Linked DNA regions of Hordeum vulgare: region 1 is linked to region 2. Evidence: chromatin contacts called from public Hi-C data. All regions are on one chromosome and are shown on one strand. The core of a region is the stretch at or near the end of the contact, and the rest is flanking DNA. Distances in the headings are between cores, read along the strand shown. Region 1 holds the start of LOC123431733 (endoribonuclease Dicer homolog 3b-like). Region 2 overlaps LOC123431696 (protein EXECUTER 1, chloroplastic).

Region 1 (5,235 bases), core at 227-2,726, 370 kb after region 2:
ATGGATCCCCTCACCACCGACGACCGAAGTTGTCGCCGGAGGATAACCGCGGTGGTGGACTTCTGGCAGCTGAAGATCACCTTTCTTTCTTCCACACAAAGAAAGGAAGCTAACGCGTGGACAAATTTAGATTCACTCATCCGTCCTTATACGCGTTCCACTCTAAATCTATGTCCATACCTTATCCATAACTAATTGGCGGCTGCTACAAATCAGCCGACTGATTTCCTGAAGAAATCAGTCGGGTTGTGGGCCATGAGATCCTTTCTCCCGTATTCGTTGGATCCATCACACGCCATCCCTTGGATTCGGTCAACATCGTCGCGCTGATCGTCTCCTTCTCTCATCACAGTGAAGCAAGCAAAGCACGTCGTCGTGGGCCAGCAGCACCGCCCGACTCACAGCATGAGCCACACCTCCCCGTCGGTGAGCAAGCACCGGGAGCCGCCCGACGAAGAGCTGCATCGCAGCGCCAGGATCCGTCGGCGAGCAGCTGCATCACAGCGCCGGGATCCGCAACCGCCACACGGGTGTTGCGACACAGCGCTTGGCGACCTATGGCGGAGCTTGAGTGCAACTCCAGCTACGCTTCAGTGCAGTTTCGGCGACACTTCAATGAAGCTCCGGCGACACTCCATTGACGCATCGCCTGCTGCGATGCAGCTCTGCCGCCCGCCTTGGCAGCAGCTCATAGTTCTCTGCTGCTGCAATGCAGCTTCGCCGTCGTTGTGCAGCAGCGCCATCGTAGCATCGCTTGTTGCAGCGCAACTGTGCCGCCGGTCATGGCAGCAGCTCGTAGCACCTCTTGCTCCAACGCAGCTCCGTCGTCGAACTGGCCGCAATGTCGTCGCCCGGCACCTGGTGCAACGCAGTTCCGACGTCGAATTGGCTACCGTGTTGTCGTGCGACACCTGCTGTATTGCAGCTCCACCATCAAACTGTTTGCCCCATCATCGCGCGGCACCTGGTGCAACGCAGCTCCACCGTCAAACTGGCTGCAGCATTATCACACGACATCTGGTGCAACGCAGCTCCGCCGCAGGCCATGGCAGCAACCTCCTCTCAGCATAGCCCTACAACAACACGAGGTGAGCGACGACCGGGATTGCTGGAGAGCGCCGTCCGCTCGAAGGAAGAAGAGAATGGGGAAAGGAACGAGTGATCCACACTTCTTCTAGAAAAAAAATGAGGATAAGGTGTGAGCGGCCCATAGGGACGCGTGGCACGCGTCAAAGACGGCTTACGTGGATGGAGAATCAGTTGGATGATTTTAATCGATTTTCTATTTGTTCAGATCAAATGCCAACGTACATGCGTACCCATGGGTAGAATTACCGGGTTGATTTGAGACGTTCATCCGGTTGGCATGATGACCCCGCAACGAAAGCATTTACGCCTCCTGAAAAGATGACCCCACAAGCCAGCCGCCGGATGAACCCCCCGAACCTCCACCACTACGGGAAAGTTCCTCCCCCAAAACCTCCTCTCGGAGCCAACGAACGCAGCGCAACCCACACCTCCGCTTCACGCACTTCGCCTTCTCCCCTCCGCCCAGTCTCCCACCCCCGGCGCCGATTCATATACACTGCTGGCCTACAGACATGCGCTTCCCCCACCCCCACTCGCCTGCACCGAACCCAACCCCATGGTCATGGCCATGGCCGACGACGACGGCCCCATCCCCCCGCCTCCTCCTCCGCCGCCGCCTCGTCGCCCCCACATGCAGCTCCAGCCGAGGAGGTCTCGATCGGCTCCCATTACCCTCCCCACAGCTCTCTACCCCCTGCATTCCTAGAACTGACGGGGGTCTCTCGTTCCGTGTCTGCGTCGGCGCAGGTATCAGGTGGAGGTGTTCGAGGCGGCGCTGCAGGGGAACACCATCGCAGTGCTCGACACCGGCTCCGGGAAGACCATGGTCGCCGTCCTGCTCGCGCGCTACCACGTCAGCCGCGCGCGCGCCGGGGAGGCGCCCCGCCGGATCGTCGTCTTCCTCGCGCCTACCGTGCACCTCGTCCACCAGGTGCGCTTCTGAAGTCTGCAGCGACCGTTTAGCGACGGCAACGTCTGCACCATTTTTCCGCCTCGCGTTCGCAGCTGCCGTGGCCCTGATCCCTGGTTCTTGTCTGGCTCGCGCCGTAGCAATTCGAGGTGATTCGGGAGTACACCGACCTCGATGTCGCGGAGTGTTACGGAGCTTCGGGTGTCGGCGACTGGAGTACCGACCGCTGGAACAAGGAAGTTGGGAGCAAGGAGGTAAGTGTCAGCTGTCAGGGTTTACTCTTATCCAGCGACGCGGTCATTGGTTGAATTTGAATGCACATTGAATTTGTACACGTACCGTGCTCACCAAGTGCTTGATGAATGACTTGTTGACAGGGAACCAACAGTGTTAGTTTCTGGGTGGTAGCAGCTTCGGATCGCATGTAGATTGAGGCCATTGTTATTAGAGTAGTATTCTTTAGCATGATGAGAGGGCTGTCGACTAAAGCAATTTCCTGAAGGGTTGTGCCTATGAAATAGCCGAGGTTTGGACACAAGTCCTAGAAAAAGGAAACCCCCCTTTCATTGCAGTCACTGCTAAATTTGGACACTGCTTCAAATCCAAAAGATCTCACAACTCCTGTAAATATGTTGCTTAAAAATAATCTTGTAAATATGCCACTTGGTAAAGTAATCTGGATTATGTGTCTTTCTAAATTCTAATACAGTTTTGCGGATGTTCCTATGTTTTTCTTGTACCTACCATGCTGCGCTTATTATGCATACTATTGATATATTTGACTGGAAATATAAATTCTCCTTGAACAATGCATCTTATTATGCCTTCCATTATTTGTTTCAGATTGCTGTTATGACGCCGCAGATATTGTTGGATGCCCTGAGGCATGCCTTCATAACAATGAGTGCAGTGAGCCTGCTAATATTTGATGAATGCCATCGTGCCTGTGGAAACCACCCGTATACACGAATAATGAAGGTAATGGTTTTCTTTTCTTGTTTTAACATCATCGGTAGATAGGATTTGGCCTGCCTCATGCAGTTTCTTGACAGTTAAGAAGTTCCTTAGGATAGCAGTATTTGTAATGGTTTGGCATGTCAAATTTCCTAACGGTTTATGTTTCTCTTGAGTCTGTAGGAATTTTATGTTGGCTCTGAGTGGAGGCCAGCTGTATTTGGAATGACAGCATCTCCTGTTGCTACTAAAGGCAAGAATTCTTCTCCCTCTGTAAACTAATATAAGAGTGTTTAGATCAATATTTTAGTGATCTAAACGTTCTTATATTAGTTTACAGAGGGAGTACACATGACTATCATGTGCTTCCTTTCTTTCTACCCTCTGCCATATATCTTCGTCAATATTTCCAGCAAACGACCACTATTTTGGTTCTTGAAATCAGCATGTTGTATGACTGTTATGTACCATGTGTCGTGCTCTCATCTTCTCCCTCACAAGATCATACACTTCCTGAAGTGTGATACTCTCTGTTGTGCCAACAGTGCCCCACTGCTCTGCACTATAAGTTGCAGTTAGCTACCTATACATCATTGCTTCCTTCTTCATCTGGATGACTGGGAACACAACCTGTACGTTTGACATGATTTTTATTGGCTTATTTCATTTTGACAAAAAGGTTAACTGTGCCTGCTATTCATCCTACTTGAAGGCACTCGCGACTTGGGACCAATTTATCAAATGAAAATTATTTTCCTGCACTAGGATGATTTGTTAGACGCTAAATTTTGTAATGCTGCAGCCCCCCCTCCCTCCCTCCCCGACATGCGCTTATTATTTATTACAAGCTTCTATATTTACTTTTGATAAAAGAACAGTGGAGGAGAGGCAAGTTTCATTTTTAAATCACCGTCCTTTTCAGGCACTTCCACGGTACAAGATTGTGAAGCACACATTGGTCAACTTGAACTTACATTGGATGCAAAGGTTATCTCAGCATCCTCAGCTTCTTTCACTTCGGATTTTATTGAGCCTTTGGAAACCTATATTGCAGTAAGAAATAGCCTCCATACCTCACATGCCATTCCAGGTATATATCATAAAGGATCGTAGTGAACTTGAGAGCTTTTCCCCTCCTGCAACAATTGTGAACAAATACTATGATGCTTACTCGATTGATTTCGAAGATCTGAAATCGAAGCTACAGATATTGTATGAAGAGGTGATTTGATTCAACTATGTTTTGACTCTTTCATAAGATACATCTGTAGTTTGGTGTAGCCACACCTATAGTGTGTTGTATTTCTCTCTTTGCATCTATATTACTGTACAAATGCTTATTTGTTAAAACTTGTCATTGTTGGGCAGTATGATGCTTTGTTGGCTAATCTGCAAGAATCATCACCAAATAAATTTGAAGACACGAATAACATATTAGAGACATCAAGAAAGACCTTGTCTAGATACCATGAGAAGATATTTTATGGCCTAAATTATCTTGGTCCAATCATCACCGCTGAGGTATGTATTATCTAATCATTGAGTAGCTTTACCAAAATTTTCGTAAGACTTAAAATGGTCATTGCTATATCTGATCTAGTTCGTTGACTTCACTTAAGTCCCTGATTCCAACTGAAGTTACTCAAACTTTTTGGCCATGTGTAGAATATTTGTACTGCCATATTCCTAGCTGATATACTACCACAACATCCCTTATGTTCAGCAGTTGCTGATAAGATCTCTGAATTAGCGATGCTGGGCAGAAATTTTACCTAACATTAAGAAGATTAACTGCTTTGCAAGGTCATTTAATATATTTTTATTGTGGGGAAAATCATGCGCATCAAGTCTCTTGTACATTTTGAGGGAAGAAATGCTGCATCACGAGCAAGTAGACCAGCGATTTAGCTACCTATCATTTCCCTCTCAACGAAAAAGTATATTTCTTAGCATTATGCTGTTGTTGAGTTCATCCCTAATCCTTAATGGAGTAAATGGACAGTTGGATTGCCAGGATTGTTGGTTAACAAAGGATCACTTTATGTTGAATATGGAACATATCCTTCTTATGAAGTATAAGTTAACATATTCAACATAAAGTGATCCTTTGTTAACCAACAATCCTGGCAATCCAACTGGGCCACTTTATGTTAACCCGGGCGCCTCGCTCGTGCGCCTTGACCGGGTGCTCTGCACCACTGACTGGGAGGATAGTCATGGCGAGTGTCACCTCCGCTGCCTGGCATCCGTTGTCTCCGACCACTGCCCTCTGCTTTTGGATT
Region 2 (5,908 bases), core at 2,950-5,449:
GGATAATCTTGTGCCAGCTGGGCAGGTATTATGCTTTGATTTATTCCCTTCCCATTTGCAATGGAAATGCATCATTTTTTGGGTACATTGATGTTTAATTTTGCATTTACTAGTTCTCTCTGGTAAGAAGTGTGGGTTTTCATGCATTCCACATCCTTGGATAATTGTGGAATAACTTTTGTTTTACAGAACATTCTTAGGGGCGCCATACTCAATATTTGGAGTTGCACGCCCATCCTCTGAATTTTTCATGTCGAACCCCCTTGCTATGTTTCTTAGTTGCATTGCGTGACCTCTCTTATCTTTATGTGGTCATGTAGAGTAACTGAGAGTTTGATTACTAGAGCTGATTAAGACACCTTAATTCCTGCTGATGTCATCCTTGCTCAAATTGTTCTGATCTTGGAGATGGTTATTTCAGTTTTACGATGATGCATATTTGATAATGTTGAAATAGTTATGCAATATTTGATTTAAGCACTGATATTAACTGAATATTGCCATACGTAATAAAATGATCTATACAATGCTGGCGTGGATATTAACAGCATGGAGGTTGTAGAAGTCGACATATGGTAGTTATTTTTCTTAGTAATCAATATATGTCCACTCATAAGTAGATATTCTATTTTCTTTGTAATGATACCATTACTAACTCAGTTCTATTTGATCTTATTTGCATCCCAGGTTGTCTTCCGTGCAAAAGTTGGGAAACACTATCAGCTTCCTCATAAGGGGGTCATCCCTAGAGAACTTGGAGTGGTATTTTCTTTGAGAGGATTAATGATTTTACCTTTTGACCATCAAACTGCTCATCTTATGTTTACACCATGACACAGGTTGCTAGGTACAAGGGGCAAAGGAGAGTTGCAGATGCTGGTTTCAAAAATCCTCGATGGGTTGATGGCGAGCTTTTGATACTAGATGGAAAGGTGAAATCGTTCATACAAAGTACATATTTGCTTGCATATTGTTATTCGTTACTTGTTTTGAACAGATTTCCTTTGTGCAATTTGTAGTTCATCAGAGATGGTCCTGTGATAGCTTTCTTCTACTGGACATCAAATCTCCATCTTTTTGAATTCTTTAGGCGGTTGAGTCTTCCTGACTAGTTTCATTTGAAGATATGCAGTTCAAGGTGAAGTGAATTTCATCTTATCTTGGTTTACTATACAACTACCATTGTAAATTAATGATAACGATCATGTCATTTGCTGTTGCATCTTATTGCACTTGCTCAATATTGTTAATTGTTCATTCAAAAGTGGTCTGTGTTGGCTTTGATGATCTTATACGTGTGAATTACTTTTCATTCTAAATGTGCGTAATCTTTGTGTGAGCCAATTAGTATTAAATTGGACAAAATCTCATTAGCTGAATGTCTTTTGTGAAGGCAAATTGTGCTCAGTCATAGGTAAAACACACAGCCAAAGCCAAAACAAGTGCATAAAATTTCTATGCCAATTTGGCTAAGATAAATATAACTGCTTTTTGGATGAGTTGTTACCGAAGCTTACTTCTTTATAGGCAGCCACCATGATTTTACTATGGCCTCCTTGCTTTTAGTCAAGTCTGTGTTTGGTTGTTTTTGCTTGTTTTGAGAAAAAAAGGTATTTGGTCTATTCTGGTTGGTCTGAGCATTGTAGGTTGATAGATAGCTCAGAGAAAACATCATTATTGTATGGTGTTGCGCTTGTCTTTTTTGCTTTGTGATGAATAAATTACTTTAGCTGTTACCTGAGAATCCAATCATGTTTGATCCTTATTTTAGTACAAGTACAGGTTCGTAAATAGAGAGATGTGCTGGCAGACTGATGTTGCTGATAGTTGCATGCACTCCATGTTACATTGTCAGCAGAGACAGCCCTTTAGGTGCTTGCCTGGTGCAATTGATGGAACGGGGCCTTGTTAGCCCATTATGCTTAATTGCTTATAGAAGTAGCTGTCGTGGCATTGATTGCACAGTGTTTGACTAGCTCTTCTTGATTGGTTGGTGCTTGTTGGAGGAACTGTCTTGCTCTGCCCTCAGTCCAAGAACCGTTGTGTTCCCAGAGACCACATGATCACAAGCAGTGGTTTGCCATCTGACGGGAAGGACACTCGCAAAAGACCACCTGAGAGGTCTTTTTGTACATAATCAATTGACCGGTTGATCTGTGGGTACCCAGGACAGGGACTCACCCCTGGCAGATGCCTGGGATCCTTTTCCATCCCCAGGTGGACTTTTTGCTCTACATTAGTCACCCCAACAGGTAGTATCCTCATAATTTGTGCAAGGCCATGTTCCTATAATTAACTCTCTGTTAGTGGATTTGTTGATTGTCATGAGTCTATAAATGTCCGCTGCAGGCCTGTAACTTGAACTCAATCAATACGAGACCTATAGATCCTGAGCCCCAAGGTTTGAGATCCTTACAAGGGGTGTAACCTGAGCCAGGGGCACACTGACAGGTGTAGGGTGCGTTTATTTGCACTTGAATCTGTATAAACGACCCACTCACTTGCACCACTGGCCTATCCAGTGAAGGAATCAGTCACTGCTCATGTCGGTGTCTACCTGACGCAGGTATCATGATTCATGGTGTTCTTTGTTGTCATTCAAATCACTGAATACAAAAAAGAAGTGCCCAGCAGTGAAAGGAGACCACGGTTTCTTATAACTTCTTGAGAGCCTTGAGAGTTGAGACTTCATTAGTTGCTGCTTCTGTTTTCACCAGCAACTTGGGTGACTAAGGGGGTGTTTCTTTCCAGGGACTTTTTTGGTGTAGGGACTAAAAAAAGTCCCTTTTAGTCCCATGTGAAAGAAACGGGAGGGACTTTTAGGGGACTAAAAGGGGGTATTTGGGACTAAAGGAAGAAGTCCCTATGGGAGGGACTTTTTGGGACTTTTTTGGCACTTTTTCCAACAGTGCCCCTACTTTTAGCATGTCATTTAATAACTTCTAGTATATTACTAGGGGTAACATGGTCTTTTTGCATGTCATTTAATGACCTCTAGTCCATGTTTAGTCCTTGGAAAGAAACGGGTAGGGACTAGAGACTTTTTAGTTGGGACTAAAAAAAGTCCTAGGACTTTTTAAAGAAACAGGGCCTAATGAGCCTCGAGAGCCTTCTTGAGAGCCTTGAGAGTTGAGACTTGATTAGTTGCTGCTTCTGTTTTCACCAGCAACTTGGGTGACTAATGAGCCTCGAGAGCCCATTAGTTGACATCACTAAGCACCTGCTTTGTCATATATCTGTGTGATATCTGCAATTTGGTGATGCACTGCGATTCGCCACAACTAGAAGTACTTGGTGATATTGGATCGCGTATGTTCTGTCTTTGCCCCTCTCTGCCTCGAGAGGCCATTTCTACTTAATTTTACCTTTATTTGATGTCTTCATACAGCAGGAGACTGAACATTGTATTTGTTATCAGGACATTCTGCAATCACACACGCTGATGTACAGTTTACGGAGGTAGTGTACATAGTTTGCCTTTGGAGCAAATTGGGCTTTCGCGGAGCATCACATTCTCCATGGTGGAGATGCCCCCACAGTATGGTGGATGAGAGGGTGAAGAAATGTATGACCAGCGAAATAGCTCAAATAGGCCACTGCCAACTTGAATGGTGAGCATTTCTCATTCCACTTCTCTCAGCTGACCCACCCAATTTACGAGTTGAGGCCGAAGACTTGCTGCATTAGAAAGAGCCAACTTATTTTGACCAGTTGAATTGAAACACGTTAAAAAGAAAGTGATGAGTGGGTTTCAGTGTTTTCCTCCTCTTGGCATTCTTCATACAGGAACCCTTTTGTGAAGCAACAATTGTGTGCAGCGTGATGAAATAATTTTGTCATGGTGTAACTCAGGTCACTATTGGTTCCAGAAAAGTGGAGCGGAGCAATAAACTGGTGTATATGTAAAAATCTGAGTGCCCAAGTATTCAATTATGTTATCTATACGTTAATATCGCAAGCTAGCATTTCCCACATCACCCTTCTCCAGCCCAGGTATTCAATTATGAGTTGATGATACTGTGATGTTGCTTAGAGCATGGTCACTGTAAAGAAAGAAAGGAGTAAGAGCAAACGCCCGCAATTGTTTGGACTGAGCTGTCTGGACGTAATTTACCATTCAACATGGTCCTATAGGTGTCCGCGGATGTAATCTACCATTCAACATGGTTCCCTAGGTGTGTCTGCCTGTTTGTTTTCTTGCAAATTAGGGGCTTTGTGGGAGTTCGGGCCCCATCACGTCCACTCCGACATCCTTCTTTCACTCACAGTAAGGTGAAGCGTGCGCATTTAAAGCGGTCTGCACTGTTTTCGTGTCAAACCCTGCCCTTCCTAACCCTCTCTGTTCTGATCATCGTTGCCCTTTACCCTAATTCCCGTACTTTTCATCGTCTGACGCTGCATGGACCTGTACGAGCACCTGTTAGAGCTGGTGGAAGTGGAGGACCTAGAGAAGTTGGCTGTCGTAAATCAACTTGCGACGCTACAATCGTGCAGCATGAAAAGGAAGGCAAAGCTCGGCTGGGACGCGGGGCGTCGCCGTCGTCATCCATGAACACACTATCTTGGCTAGAGCAATATCATCCGCCCTACTTTTATGCCGTCAGGCACTTCAGACGGCAGTTCCCAACCTTCACCGTAGGGTACATCTCATATCGCGCTGACGTCAACGAAGTGTCGCTTCATTTCATCGACTTGGCATCGCCACAACTCGAGAACGCATTAACTCGGTGCCAACTATGTGTTCGTTGGTATGTGTGAACCGCTTCGGCGGATAACAAGATGTTAGACCATGAGGATAAACGAGTTGGATCCTCATGAGGCGATGACTGTGCACGTCGTCCCTGTTAGGATATTGGCTGAGAAGGAGGCGACTGGTGAGGAGGTGGAGGTGGTAGAATGAAATACCTTTTCTTTCACACAGACTGTTGGATCGGATCTTTTGTGACTGGACGCATGTAAAAACTATGAACATCCATCTCTTTTTGGTTGTGATCGAACGTTATGAACATCACACTTTAATTTGCTCATATTGCCATGGGTAACCTTAGGCCCGGTTTGCCGGATCGGACAACAACGACGTCTCGACATCGCCCCCTTCATGAAGGTGTTGTCTTGGGTACTCGCGGAGGTCCATGGTGTTGGAATGTGATGTGGGGCGTCGTATTCGTTTGGGCTGCCTCGTAGGGCGTGGACATCTGGTGCGCAGTGTATGACATCGTCGATGTCTCCTTCAGGCTTTCCTTCTCCGGCACGACTGAGTCCTGCATCCCACTTGCCATCTCATAGGTGCATAAGGTGGGGGTACGTTCATTCGATCAGTGATAGGAGTGGTGGTCGCATGGGAGGTTCCTTGCGTTGGTCGTGACGCGGTCTGGGTGCCCTGTGTCCCTTCTCGTCGTTGTCTTTGGCTAGAGTTCGAGCTAGGCAAAAAAATTGTCATCGTTTTCTCCGGACAGATGTCAGGGGTGGCTAATCAAGGTGAGAGCAAGGTTGCCGTGAAAGATCTGGGACGAGATAGGGTAGCAGCACGCGATGATTTATCCATGTTCGGAGCTCTTCGGAGAGATAATACCCCTATTCCTGCATGAGTGTATATGATGTATATTTGCAGTACAAGGTTGCTCCTCGAGCTGTATGGGAGAGGAGAGCCATATACTTCTTGCCTCATATGTGAGAGAGTGAGGCCATGCCATACGTGGTGGGCATGAGACCCCTTATATGGCATGAGTGTGTGGGTGTGTGGCTTGGTATGTAAGCTGTGGGTAGCTTACATACCAAGCTGCTTGAGATGTAAGCTATAACGGGTAGCTTACATGCTAAGCTATGTGTAGCTTGTGAGCTAGGCTATGTTTGTCTCCTCGGGTACTTTATAAACCAGCGCTCAGGGGACAAGTTACACTGTAGATGA

What was found. A called contact is a pair of places that touch in the nucleus more often than the background predicts.
Region 1: a Hi-C map of leaf shows a contact between it and region 2, with 10 times the contacts expected there. The contact joins the promoter of LOC123431733 here to the enhancer-like site in region 2. A contact is called at or near these places in 2 of 6 Hi-C or Micro-C datasets (leaf and seedling) and 1 of 1 datasets of contacts at active chromatin or transcription factors (embryo).

Annotation. Positions count from the first base shown.
Region 1 is chr1H:293,949,018-293,954,252 of MorexV3_pseudomolecules_assembly, forward strand. LOC123431733 (endoribonuclease Dicer homolog 3b-like) reads left to right here and starts at 1,477. Exons shown (of 26, transcript XM_045115353.1): 1 at 1,477-1,740; 2 at 1,837-2,020; 3 at 2,140-2,253; 4 at 2,843-2,977; 5 at 3,137-3,206; 6 at 3,876-3,940; 7 at 4,044-4,175; 8 at 4,322-4,474. The coding sequence starts at 1,646.
Region 2 is chr1H:293,575,307-293,581,214 of MorexV3_pseudomolecules_assembly, forward strand. It overlaps LOC123431696 (protein EXECUTER 1, chloroplastic), which reads left to right. Exons shown (of 13, transcript XR_006623300.1): 8 at 1-25; 9 at 688-762; 10 at 840-932; 11 at 1,020-1,138; 12 at 3,419-3,611; 13 at 3,787-3,950. Among protein-coding and RNA genes, the nearest start is that of LOC123431696, 13 kb to the left of the region's middle. Within about 2 kb of position 4,200, at least 3 of the 3 cell types and tissues checked have open chromatin away from gene starts, as enhancers often do. A contact at or near this core is called in leaf and seedling, where this site is marked.